2 separate regions of the Sus scrofa genome follow, and region 1 is linked to region 2. A link is a contact called in public Hi-C data. All regions are on one chromosome and are shown on one strand. Each heading gives the region's core, a stretch centred on a gene start, on an enhancer-like site or on the middle of the called end of the contact. The rest is flanking DNA. Distances are from core to core; before and after follow the strand shown.

Region 1 (6,126 bases), core at 2,297-4,796, 100 kb after region 2:
AAAAAAAATTTAAATTTAAAAAAAAGATATTTTCTCTTTTGATTTATCTGTAATTACTAGGGACTTTACTAGGTGCATTTTTTCAGTGACAATCTGAACATCAGGTAGCAGGCTCTATAGGGTGTACATCTTCAGCTGTTTTCATAAACTAGGCAATTTTACAGCTCTACAGAAATTGAAGCCAACCTGTAAAAAACTGAGAGTAAAGAAAATTATCTGGTCTATAGAAATGCAAATGAATTTTGTTGGTAGAGATTTGATTAATTTCCAAAAAGTTCATCCCAAGTATTATATTTTATGGCATTATAAGCTTAACCAGTTTTGTATCTATTACAGAATTCATCTCAGCATTCCTGATCCTGTGTGTTTGTGCGTGTGTTCTTCAAATTTTCCTTCAAACAGATTTTAGCATCTTACTCATCCTCTAATTAATTAATGGGTTAAATAAATGTTTGAAATTTATTCATTATATATTTGTATATGAGTCATGATTTTTACCTTTTTGAAAATTGTACTTTAGCATGTCTTTTGTATTTACTGTTAAGAGCTATTATATCATATTAATAGTCACTCCCTATATCAACTTTGGTATCCATCTTCTTAAAAGGAAAGTAGCAAAGAATAAGAAATTATCTACACATATCCGACTTAATTATGTTGTTCAGAGTGTTAGTACAGAAAGGCGTTTCTGTTGTTTCCTAACTTGTCATAAGAGACAATTATGTGTACTCATATTTATTTTCCAGGTACTTTTATGTAAGGTTTCTAATTTATACCTCACAACAACCTTGTGATGAAATTATTGTTATCACCATTATTATATAAAACACTTAGTCTTTATTAGCCACTATTTTAAGCTATATTCATATATTAACATATTTAATCACCATAGCAACCCTGTGAGGTAGATGCTATTATTGTCCCCATATTCCAGATGAAGAAACTGAGGCACTGGGAGGTTCAGCAACTTACCTAAGACCACAGTTACTAAGTAGTGGACTGTGTATTCAAGCCTAGGCAGTTTAACTTCAGAACCTGTGCTCTTAACCACTTTTTACTTAAGCCCCACTTAACAGATAAGTAAACTGACAGTGAAGGTACTTGCCTAAAAACACAAAGCAAGTAAATGACAGTGCCAAGATCTTTGCCCAGGTCTGATTTTAAAGGCCAGCTTTCTCCAGGAGGGCAAAAATAGAGTGAATACTGAAGTTGAATAGAAGCTGAAATGTACCTATAGATCTGCCCTATTGACAAGTTGATGAGTTTTTGCAGAAATATACAAAACAACCACACCTTGGTGGTCCAAAGCAGAAAATCAGCTAGTGGGAAAGAGGTGTTAGGTATTTGAACCTATAGAAAACAAACAAACAGACAAAAACATGTAGCACCTTGTACCTCCCTCACAGATTTCAGGTACCATGTTCAACTGTATGCTTTATTTATTTAGCCCTCCTCTGTTTCTTATCATCATCCTTTAAGACCCAGAGCACAGGAAAATGCCCTGAAAAGCCTTGCCTGGTACCTTGTACAGACTAAACTCAAATTTTCTGGGACTGCAAACACCTGACTGATGAAACATGGAGGTGCCTACTCCCCCGAGATGCTATTGGGTAATCCCAAACATGATGACTCCAGCAAAGCTTCTGCTAGTAAGGAGGAGCTAGGTGGGCGGCTGTGCGCCACAGTTTAAGAGAGTCAAAGATGGGGAGGAATCAGGCTGAGATCACTGGGAAGAAAGAATCTTGTGGCTTTAACTCCTCCTCCTACAAAGCTGCTCCTAGGCCTCTGGCCTTTCCCCCTCCTTCTTTCTCCCTCACTGCCCGCCCCTACCTATTGTCACAAACAAGCCCCAATAAGGCAGCTTTCCCACCTTCTCCAGCCCACCCGCCCTGAGCATTGCCAAATTAGGGCTTTGCATCCCAGCACCACCACTAGAAGCTCGTAAACACTCCTCCGCCCCTGAAGCTGTCTCCGCATTGCAGCAGTACCGTCCTACCGCACCTCCACGCGCAGCTTTCAGAGCTGGTTTCTGCACTGCGGGGCCTGCCTCGCCAAATCTCCCTGCCCCCGCCTGTCTTCACGTTCTCCACTCTGCGCTGCCGCCTGCAGCTTACATAAGGCCCGCGCACACATGCAGTGAATTCATCTTCTCCTTTAAGGAGGCTCCAGGCAGCAAGGCAAGCGAAATGCTACTAGAGGTCCTCCCCACACCCTTCCCCCGACCCCAGCTGTCAAATAGTCACGCCCTAAAACAAATCCAGCAGCAACAAATACCCTGTGACAAGTCGGAAAGGCGGCCAGATCTAAGCCTGCACAGAGAACTCCGTCCTAAGAAATTAAGAACACGTGGGAAGGGGGCACCTGAGCAAGTGCTTTAACCTCTCTGCTAGCGCCAACGCTTCATCTAATCTGCTGGGACAACCTGCCAGCCACAGTGAGCCGGCTAAAGCCAGCCAAAGTCATCAGACCTACTTTGCCAAGAGAAATGAAGGACAAACTGATTCGTGCTGAATCTTCCCAATTACTACCTAGACTGATTGACAATGTAGGTAATTGCTCCCTGCTTGGCTTGATTAGAATGTTCTATTCTGAAAACATTAAAAAAAATTTTCCCTGGGGCCATGGATAGTCCTAATTTCCTGCTGGCAAGAGCCAGTAGCACCAACATCTCCTCATCTCATCTCCAACAAGCCACAGCTACTCTCTTCTACTCCTAGGAGTCCCTCAAGTCTCCCACCAGGAAGCCCAGGACCTAAAAAAGTCTGTCCTCTACCTTCACAGGGACTCTCCTTGTCCCATAGAGTGAAAGGCCATCAAGCCCAGTTCACCAATCCATCTGCTGTGGTTAGAGGTAGACAGAGCCATAGAATATCTTTCTCGTGAGAACAAAGCATTTTGCAGGGTGTGATTTATCACCCTCAGAAGCAGGAAGAGGGAACTCCTTCCCATCAACATCATCTTGCCTGAGCTGGGCAATCCATGAAAGCCCCCTCTCCCTCTGTCCCCAATTATCACATGGGACTCCTATTGGCTATTAACAACTGTGCTCACAGGATCAACTTTGCAAAAATTAGTCCTAAATATTAGAATGGAAGAGGTATGGATTCCAGCTGGGGAGTGGGGGGAACTGATGCAGAAAATCAGGGCCATGGTAGGATGACCAACTACCCCAGTTTGTCCTGGGTTAAAGGGCAGACACAGGACTTTCAGCTGGGAAAGTCCCAGATAGTCTGGGACAAATCAGTCACCCAAGTTAGGGATAAAGAAGACTTTTTCTTGGAAACTTGAGTTCTGAACTAAAAGGAATTGTTTTCCTTTCCAAAGCATACAAGAGAGTGTTTGCTCCCTGAAGAGTGACAAGGAAGAGGACCTCTTCTCATGAACATTTTAGAAATTTGATAAACAGAAATTTGATTGAGAGCGTAAAGAGAACAGAGTCCTGGGAGAAGGTATTAAGAAATCTAATGGGCTAATAATGTTCGGGACATTTAATCTTCAGCTATGCCTTGTTTATGCCAGTTGGAGTGGCATAAGCCATAAAAAAGATTCCCTATCCATGATGGCAGGATGGCATCCCCCACTCCACCTCTAGCTGTACTCACTGCATCCCTCCCCCAACTTAAACCTAGAATAGTAACAGCAGTCTTCTGCATGGCATTTTTCAGGCATTGCATGTGGGTCTCTTGGAAGCAGGCAGCTGCAGCATAATGGAAAGGGGCTCAACCTAGAAGTCAGGACACCTGAGTTCTATTTTGCTCCTAGTCCTCTCTGACTCAATGACCTTGGGCAAGCACTTAACCTTCTCTCAACTATAAAAAGGAGAAAACATCCCTATTCCTGCATCTCCCTCCACTGTAGTGAGGATCAAATGAGGTGACATGGGCTCTCAGTGAACCTAAAAGAATTAGACCTTGATCAACAATTCCCAGTATGTCTTAAACATTCCAGGTTCACCCAATCTTTGCTGCAGCTTTGGGGAACCTCAGATCCATTCTATTTGGGGATTTTGGGTACATCATCTTTTTGGGCATCTTCTGGAGGTTTAAGTTAAATCTCTTTCCAGGCATGTTTTGACTGAAATTACCCTCTTTTAACAATTCTCCATTCAGATGGTCAGATCTTTAAAGTTAGGGGCCGTACGGAGGTCAGTCATAACCAGAGCCTAAAAGCCTAGGGCAACAACTGAGGTTGAGAAGGTCAGCTGACCCTGGAAGAATCCTCAGGGTTTGAATACCTAAGAGACCATCACTTGAAGACACTTGGTATGAGAATTAACTCTGCAACTTTCTACAAAATCACTCTAAGCACCCAGTTTATTATCAATAAACTGAATGTTTATTGTGGAGCAAGGGGGATGGAGGAAATGGTAAATATTCTGCCATCTTCATGGGACTGTGAGAATTAAATATTATGTCAATATTTGGTAAACTATAAAATGTAATACCATTTAAATGTGAAAGACCAAAGCAATGAACTTTTAAAATTGTGGTAAAATAAATATTTAAAAGTATATAATTTTAACCATTTTAGGTGTTCAATTCAGTGGCATTAATTACATTCACGATATCATGTAATGGTTACCACTATCTTTTTTCATAAATTTTTCATCACCCCAAACACAAACTTTGTACTCATTAAGGCAACAACTCCCCCTTCCCACATCCCTTCAGCCCCTGTTAACCTCTAAACTACTTTCTGGCTCTGTGAATATTTCTATTCTAGATATTTAATATAAATGAAATCATCCAATATCTGTCCTATTGCGCCTGGCTTATTTCACTTAACACATCATGATGTAGCATGTATCAGAATGTCATTCCTTTTTATGGTTGAATAATATTCCATTGTATTATATACATTTCATTTATCCATTCAATTGTTGCTGAATAATTGAGCTGTTTTAATTTTTTACCTATTATGAATAATGCTGTAGTGAGCATTGACATACAAATATCTGAACACTTGAGCTGTTTTAATTTTTCACCTATTATGAATAATGCTGCAGTGATCATTGACATACAAATATCTGTGTGGATACTTGTTTTCACTTCTTTCACAGAATATCATTGCTGGGTGATAGGGTAATTCTATGCTTAGCTCTTTGAGGAACCAACAAACTTTTCCACAGGGGCTGCTCCATTGTACATTCTCACCAGCAATATATGAGGGTTTCAATTTCTCCACATTCTTGCAAACACTTGTTATTTTCTGGGCGGGTGTTTTTGTTGTGTTTGTTATATCCTTTCTAATAGATGTGAAGTGGTATATAGAATTTTCAAGATGCAATCTTCAGACAAAAGCTATCTATCAATATATGTATATGAATTAAATATCAGCTATACACAAATTGCTTCATTTAGAAAGTATTTCTTGAGTAGAGTACACTGTGTGTATATATGGCTCAGAAGAGGGCTAAAAAAGCTGGAAATAAAGATGGACTCAAAATTAAACAGAGACCTTTGGCCCAACTAATTGGGCAGCAGAAGTGGTTATGGATGATAAGAAAGGACTCAGGACTTCTGGGATCCATTGTTTAAGCTAATCCTGTTCTTCATTTAAATCATTAATCCGTAAAATCTGTATCACAGTCATTATTTGAACAGTAATTTATGAAACAATTTTTTTTTTGGCTGTTGGGCACTTGATGAGATGCACAAGATATATACAATACCATGTCGAAGTCCCATCTCTGTAAATTTCTCTGATGTATATCTTTCCATTAAAGCTCTTTGTCCTGCCCAAATTAGATTTTTCATATAGATAATGGAAGCTATATGCATTGTACCTTGAGATGCATATCAAAAAAAACTGCTGTCTCCTCTCTTAGCTTTTTTCTTTGCTTCCAGATGTTTTTGTACATTTTCATTTTTCTTTTTTCAAGGAAAGGATATGAAGCATTCTTCTAGGTTCACAACTCACCCGCTGCATTTGAATTTTCATTCTCAGATCAGTTAATGGACAGAGAGGCTGAGCAAAGCACGAGAAGTTTTGGCTGTTTGAAGCCCAAAACAAATTTGAAGTATATCTCTGAAACTATAATCCCCATCAAAGGAAAAGTAGACTGTAATTAAAGGAAAGAACAGCAATAGGCTATTATCTTATCCACAGCATTGTTTTCTATGTAAA
Region 2 (6,951 bases), core at 2,724-5,223:
CCCAGAGGGTCCAATTCAGTAGGTGTGGAGTAGGGCCGGAGAATTTGTGTTTCTACAAGTTCCCAGGGGATGATGATGCTTCAGGTTGTAGAACTACACCTGGAAAACTACTGATCTAAAACTTAGTTCTTGAAGTTCCCCAGGACCTACTGAGCACACTTTGCCAAGAACAGCAGAAATTCTTAGTGCAAATTAGTGTGTGTGTGTGTGTGCGCACGTGTGCATGTGTGTGTGTTAATATGAATAACCTTATAAACATTTACTTTGGTAATTGTTTCTAAATGTCGATGTATAATTAGTGGACTGCACTTTTGATAAAAATAAGGAAAGGAATCACGGAATAAGAATCAGAAGACCCGGAGCTCATGCCCCTCCAGCTCTAGGAATCTGAACCAAAAGACTTCCTGAGCGCAGTTTCCTCATCTGTAGGAAACCAATCCTATAATTCCTCACAAATATATAAGGCTGTGAGAAAGATAATATAACCTAGTTGAAAATGCATAGTAAACTGTACAGAGGATAAACTTAGGCATTCTTTTTTGGGGGGGCTGCACCTGCAGCATATGGAAGTTCCCGAGCTAGGGGTCAAATCAGAGCTGCGGCTGCCAGCCTATGCCACAGCCATGGTGGCAACACTAGATCCTTAACCCCCTAAGCAAGGCCAGAGATCAAACCTGCAACCTCATGGACACTATGTCAAGTTCTTAACCCATTAAGCCACAGTGGGAACTCTAACTTAAATATTCTTAATTTTTTTTTTTTTTTTGTCTTTTTGCTATTTCTTGGGCCGCTCCCGCGGCGTATGGAGATTCCCAGGCTAGGGGTCCAATCAGAGCTGTAGCCACCGGCCTACACCAGGGCCACAGCAACACGGGATCCGAGCCATGTCTGCAACTACACCACAGCTCACAGCAACGCCAGATCGTTAACCCACTGAGCAAGGCCAGGAACCGAACCCGCAACCTCATGGTTCCTAGTCGGATTCGCCAACCACTGCGCCACAACGGGAACTCCTTAAATATTCTTAATGTCTGCTCAGGGGAACCATTCTCTGTGAGGCCTCTAGCAATTGGCTCCAAGTTCTCAGCAGTTTATGGAATCTCAGACATTTCATGAGTTAGGATGTTTTCGACTGTAAGTAATAGGAATCTATACCTAATCTAACCTAATCTATAAAGATGTTTACTCATGTACGTTACAGGGAGTCTGTAATCTATGGTAGCTGTAATCTGTAAAATAAGAGAGGTCTGCAGAGAACAGGGAACAGGCAGGGCCTGGAAATTGTTGGGAAATGAATGCATGATAAAGATGAGTGCTTACGATGACTTGTTTCTTGGAGCTCTTTAAGGTTTAAGATTACTGGTAAATCCTACCCAGAATGCAGGATATAACTCATGAGCATTAGGATGACACATTTTAAAACCTCTAGGAGTTCCCCAGTAGCCTAGCAGTTAAGGATTCAGTGTTGTAATTGCTGTGGCTAGCGTTCAAACCCTGGCCCTGGTAACTTCTGCATGCCAAGGGTGCAGCCAAAAAAATACCCAAAACTCTCTATAGCAGTGGTTATCAATCTTGACCGTACATGCAAATCATACAGGAAAGTTTTCAAGGCTACTATTTTCTGGACTCAGCTCAAAAGCTTCTTATGGGTCTGGGGTGAGGCTCAGACACTGGCATTTTTCAAAAGTTTCCCCAGGTAATTTTTAAGTGCTGACAGGACTAAACTCATTACATATTTGAAAGCCAAGCACTGTGTCTAGGTATAGTTCCAGCATATCATAAATCCAAGTGGTCACCCTGAACTTGGAGCACTCCAGTTGCCAACACTAGGGAGTTACTTGTGGATAGAAGTGATAGGAGAAGGTGGTACTAAAACAAAACTGGGATTCATATGCCTATTCAGTCCCGAGTTTCCCCTCCCTTTGATAACTACATCACCAGAGCTAATTACATGCCCAGTGCGTGCACACACACCACACACACACACCACACCACTTATTTGCTTTCCTCCTATGTGTAACTTTCTCCTTCAAGGTTACCTTAATCTAACCTGAATGCCATCTGTTAAATGTGCTATACATTGGGCAAGGAGTAGGACTTAGAGTGTGATTCACCCCTCTTCCCTGGTCCCATATTCCTTTAAGAAAGTGGATCTTAAACTTTGATATGAATAAGAATCACCTTGAAGAATTTTTAATGCAGATACCTGGGTACCAGGTTATGATTTTAGTAGGACTGGAGTAAAGTTCAGGAATCTGCATTTTAATCATCCTCACAAGTGCTTAAGAGATAATTGGTCTTCAACCATCAATTTTAAGAAACTTTCTTAAGGACGGCCCTGGTGAAAAATGGTAAATACTATCCACTAAGGAGATGCCCAGAGGGCTCAAGAGATTTAAACAGTTAAATCTCCAAAGAAGACAGATGGAGGGCCAATAAACACATGAAAAGATGCTGAAAATCATTAGTCATTAGGGGAATGCAAATCAAAACCTCACTGAAATACCGCTGGGAATCTATTAACCTATTAAAATGGCTACAATAAAAGTAACAGCAATTTTCTGGGAGGGATCCACAATGGTTCGGCATTTTAGATATCAGGTAATTTCTTACAAGATTAAAAATACACTTACCTTAAGATCTGGCACCCTCACTCCTAAGTATTTGACCAAATGAAATAAAAATTTGTTTGTACAAAAACTTGTTCATGGATATTTATAGCAGTTTTATTCATAATTCCTAAAAACTGGAGAAAAATCAAATGTCTTTCAAAGGTATAAGCTGCCTGTAGGACAGCCATACCATAGAAGACCACTCAAAAGTGAAAAGGAATAAACTACTGACACACAGTGATATGCATGGATCTCGGAAGCATTATTCCTAGTGAAAGTAGACAAAAAACTGCATATTGTGTGATTCCACCTACTTGACATCCTGAAAAAAGGCATAGTGATAGTGACAGAAAGTAGATTGAAGGTTATCAGGGGCGGGGTCTTGGGGAGGATTTGACTACCAAAGCATAACGGGGTTGGAGGCTTTCTGGAACTGTTCTATGTCTTGATGGTGCTGGCTAAATGACTGTATGCTGAACATTGGAAAAGATGCATTTATTATATGTAAATTATATGTCATTCCAAAGAAAACTTAACCTGGAGGGGGAAAAAAACCAAAGGATAAAAAGTGGCTTTATTCAGTTCTCTTGCAGCACAGGGGTTAAGGGTCCAGCGTTGTCACTGCAGTGGCATGGGGCCCTTCTGTGGCACAGATTGGATCCCTGGCCAGGGAACTTCCACATGCCTCAGGCATGGCCAAAAAAAGAAAAGAAAAAAAAAAAAGGCAGCTTTATTCAGATTAAACTCATTACATATTTGAGAGCCAAGCACAGTTTCTAGGTATAGCTAGGTCTAATTTCAGCAGCTCAGAAGGATGCTTAAGTGTAGAGATAATGCCCAACTTGTCTCCCCATGGACTCTCACATAGTACTTCCATATGTGACTGAATACTCAGAGTAGCCTACAAATGTGGCTTTAACTGGTAGTTAAAAGATGTGAGGCTAAGAACTTAAAAGAAATCAGGCATCCAGCCTTGCAGTACTTTAAATGATTCTGTCCCTTCATCCTATTATTTTGGTGTTTTGAAATCACTTTAATCACGTTCTGCATGTGTGTGGTCCTTCAAAGCTGGTTTGGAGAATAAATGCAGGGGGTTGATAGCAGCAATAGAGTGGAGCATAAAGAGGTAAGGTACTGAGAGATGAGGAATAAATACACTGCTTTTTTTTCAGGTGAATAGTTCTAAGGAGTGTGAAGCCATTTGCTTTTAAAATCTATCTGCTGAGTTGTTCCTTCTCTAGAGAGTTTCTCCCATTTACAGCTTTCCTAGAATTCCACCTTAAAACAAACTGAATGTACTTATGGCCAGGATCTCTGCGCCGAAAACTTTTGCTTAAACGATGACACACTGCAGTTGGAGCCTGCTCACCCACATCTGGAAGCCACATGTCAGCAGCAGCTGTATAAAACAGGCAGCCCAGCAGACATAGGGTCATATTTTTTGCCAGAATTCCAGGCAGCATGGACCTCACTCTTCTGTGGGTGCTTCTGCCACTGGTCACCGTGGCCTGGGGACAGTACGGTGACTACGGGTACCCATACCAGCAGTACCACGACTATAGCGACGACGGGTGGGTGAATCTGAACCGGCAGGGCTTCAGCTACCAGTGTCCCCATGGGCAGGTGGTGGTGGCTGTGAGGAGCATCTTCAACAAGAAGGAAGGATCTGACAGACAGTGGAACTACGCCTGCATGCCCACGCCGCAGAGCCTCGGGGAGCCTTCGGAGTGCTGGTGGGAGGAGATCAACAGGGCTGGAATGGAATGGTAAGAGCCAGAGGGCGGCAGACGGCTGGGAACATGACAGCCCTCCTCCTGGGGGCTGCTTGACCCTCAGGGAAGAGCGCGCACTAAGGATTGGGCAAGTCCTACCAGGAACCTTCCCCTTGCGTGCTCTGGGTGAGGCAGGACTGCGATTGAGCTGATGGCCCTACAAGACAAAAACCCAGGATGGGGAGTGTCCATGGCAGACAGACTCCCCTGTGGTTCTGTCCCTTCTAGAAGCAGCCCCACTCTCAATTCGGTCCACGGACTACTGTGGGTCTGGGAAATGTTCTCCCAGTCTGCCAAAAGATAAGTGTAGAAATGGAAAGTATTTAAGAAACTTTGAAGCAACTTAACATTGCTGTGATGTCCAAATGGCATTTAAGTTTGGTAGTCATTTATTTTGACTCTTTAACAAAAGTATCAGTACCCAACTGTTTGGGGATAGTAAACAATGAGACCCTTACCACAGACAGTTTGAGAAGTCCTGATTTAGAGCAAGTAAATTGGGGCAGAGGGGTCAAAGAAATGTAGGCAAAGAGAAATGAAATTAAATGTTTCTCTGCTGCCTGATTAAATGTGCTCTCTCAGTTTTAAGTACCATGGTCCTTCTCTCTGTCTGAATTTGTAATGGGCTTTATTTCTAGGAAATAGTTTATTTACTAAAGTCTTTGGGGAGAGAAGTACTAATCTTACCTGACTAGGTTCTGCTGTGGTTAATGACATAGGAATGGCCTGAGTCTGTGTCTTTGCTGTGGGGTATCACTGGCTCACCCTTGATCTTGATCAGAACTCATCCCAGGAGGTATGGACTTTGAGGCCAGTTAGTCACTGCAGCCTAGATGGAGGCAGGACTGCTGGGTGAGTTGGCAGAGAGGGTGGAGGCAAATACTGGGGGAGCCTGGCTGGGGGAGGAGGAAGCCGGGCTTGCAGGCTGCCACTGTGGTAATTGTTGAGAGAAGACTGAAGAGTCCCATCAGTGGTACAGTGGTACAGTGGGGGTCAGAGCACAAAATTCTGTGGGTCACAGAGCAATGATGGAAATCAAGACAAAAAGACTGATGGGTGGGAGAGCCAGGCAACAGAGTAATAAAAACAGCTGCCATTGATTGAGTGCTTACCCTGAGCAAGCACTGTGCTGAATGCTTTATATGGATTATCTCATTTAATGATCAAAACAAATCTGTAAGTCATTTTATAGGTAGACAGGCTACAGTCTAGAGACCAGGGCTTTCCTCTTCTGGAAAGTAGTAGAGCCAGGATTTGGATTCAGCGAGCCTCAATACCAAAGCATTTCAGTTCTTAGTCATGGTAACAGGCTACTTGAGAGTTTGCTGCCTCTGCGCAGTGGGGGCTTGGTCAGCATAGCCAGGGCCACACTTCTGGACTCAGGGAAGTTCTTCATACTGGGGAGGGCAGGAATCTGCAAGATCAGAACAGGAGCTAGGTCTGGAGGGATGGAACCAGCTTGATTACCACCAAGATTGAGGAGGGGTGCAGCCAGCCTGTACAAGGAATGCAGAGAGGGTCATGGGCAGCTATAGGCAGGGGCCCCTTTGTTGCGCTTTACTCATCCATGCCCACTGCCCCTAAAGAGCAGATTTAATTATCCCAAACCCCTTCTGACGGATGGCTGACTCACAGCCCAGCCTCCCGTCAATGACTGACAGTTTCCAGTGGCTCCCCATAGTCAGGCCCACTGCCTGGCACAGAGCATGGGAATGACCTAATTACAATGGTCTGTCTAGTCCTCCCATTTAGGGCACGATTATATGGGTGGGGCCCCTTTCTGATGCCCCCTTTTGAGCCACAGCAAAATAGTACCCAGATGATTTCTTAGACCCAAGGGAAGAGCCCTGGGCTCTGAGTCAGGAAGCCTGAATTTAGATCCTAGTTCTAAAAGACAACTTGCCGGGTGACCTTGGACCATGGGTTCAGCTCTCTAGTCTCCTGCCACATTCGGGAAAATGAATGGTCAGACTGCATGATCCTGGAAGGCTCCAGGGCTCCAATACTCTATGCTTTGTTTGGCCCTGAAAATACAGCTGGATTTTTCTTGTATTCTGTTGATGCTTGTGTTTATCTCTGCTAGGCAGAGAAGGCAAATTATGTTTCATTGAAAACTTGCCAACGTGTGACTGGTTTGTCATTAACTCTCAAACTATTTGAAGGGAAGCAAGAGAGGGAGTGGAAATTATATGATTTTATCTGGCCATTGGGAGTCAAACAAGAAGCTGACAGGCAAGATCTCTCTCTTTTCCACCTCTTCTTCCTCCACATTTTTGAGTATGAAGAGTCAAATGATTTTTTTACTTTCACCTTTCCACCCTCTGTTGCCTCCTTCTCCTGCTCCATTAATCACAGAGTAAAAAATGTACAAACGTGAAAAACAGTAGGACTCAGCTGCCCCAGGACTGAAACCAATTACCCCAGAGGTTTTTTTTTTTTTTTTTTTAGATGATTATTGCTTTGAGTTTAGACTCCAGTCTCAGTGAAAAATCTGGAAGGAGAGAAATTGCTCATAAACTAGGGAGCAATTAAACCTCCCCTTTGGCTTCAGGCATTTAGTCTGTTAC

What was found. Hi-C and Micro-C count contacts between places; a contact is called where the count stands out from the background.
Region 1: a Hi-C map of fetal heart ventricle shows a contact between it and region 2, with 1.8 times the contacts expected there. The contact joins the promoter of LOC106510102 here to the promoter of DPT in region 2. A contact is called at or near these places in 3 of 47 Hi-C or Micro-C datasets (embryonic fibroblasts, fetal heart ventricle and heart right ventricle) and 1 of 2 datasets of contacts at active chromatin or transcription factors (skeletal muscle).

What each region holds. Positions count from the first base shown.
Region 1 is chr4:82,383,835-82,389,960 of Sscrofa11.1, forward strand. LOC106510102 reads right to left here and starts at 3,547. Exons shown (of 9, transcript XR_002343354.1): 1 at 2,002-3,547.
Region 2 is chr4:82,283,684-82,290,634 of Sscrofa11.1, forward strand. It overlaps DPT (dermatopontin), which reads left to right and starts at 3,974. Exons shown (of 4, transcript XM_003125649.5): 1 at 3,974-4,378. The coding sequence starts at 4,074.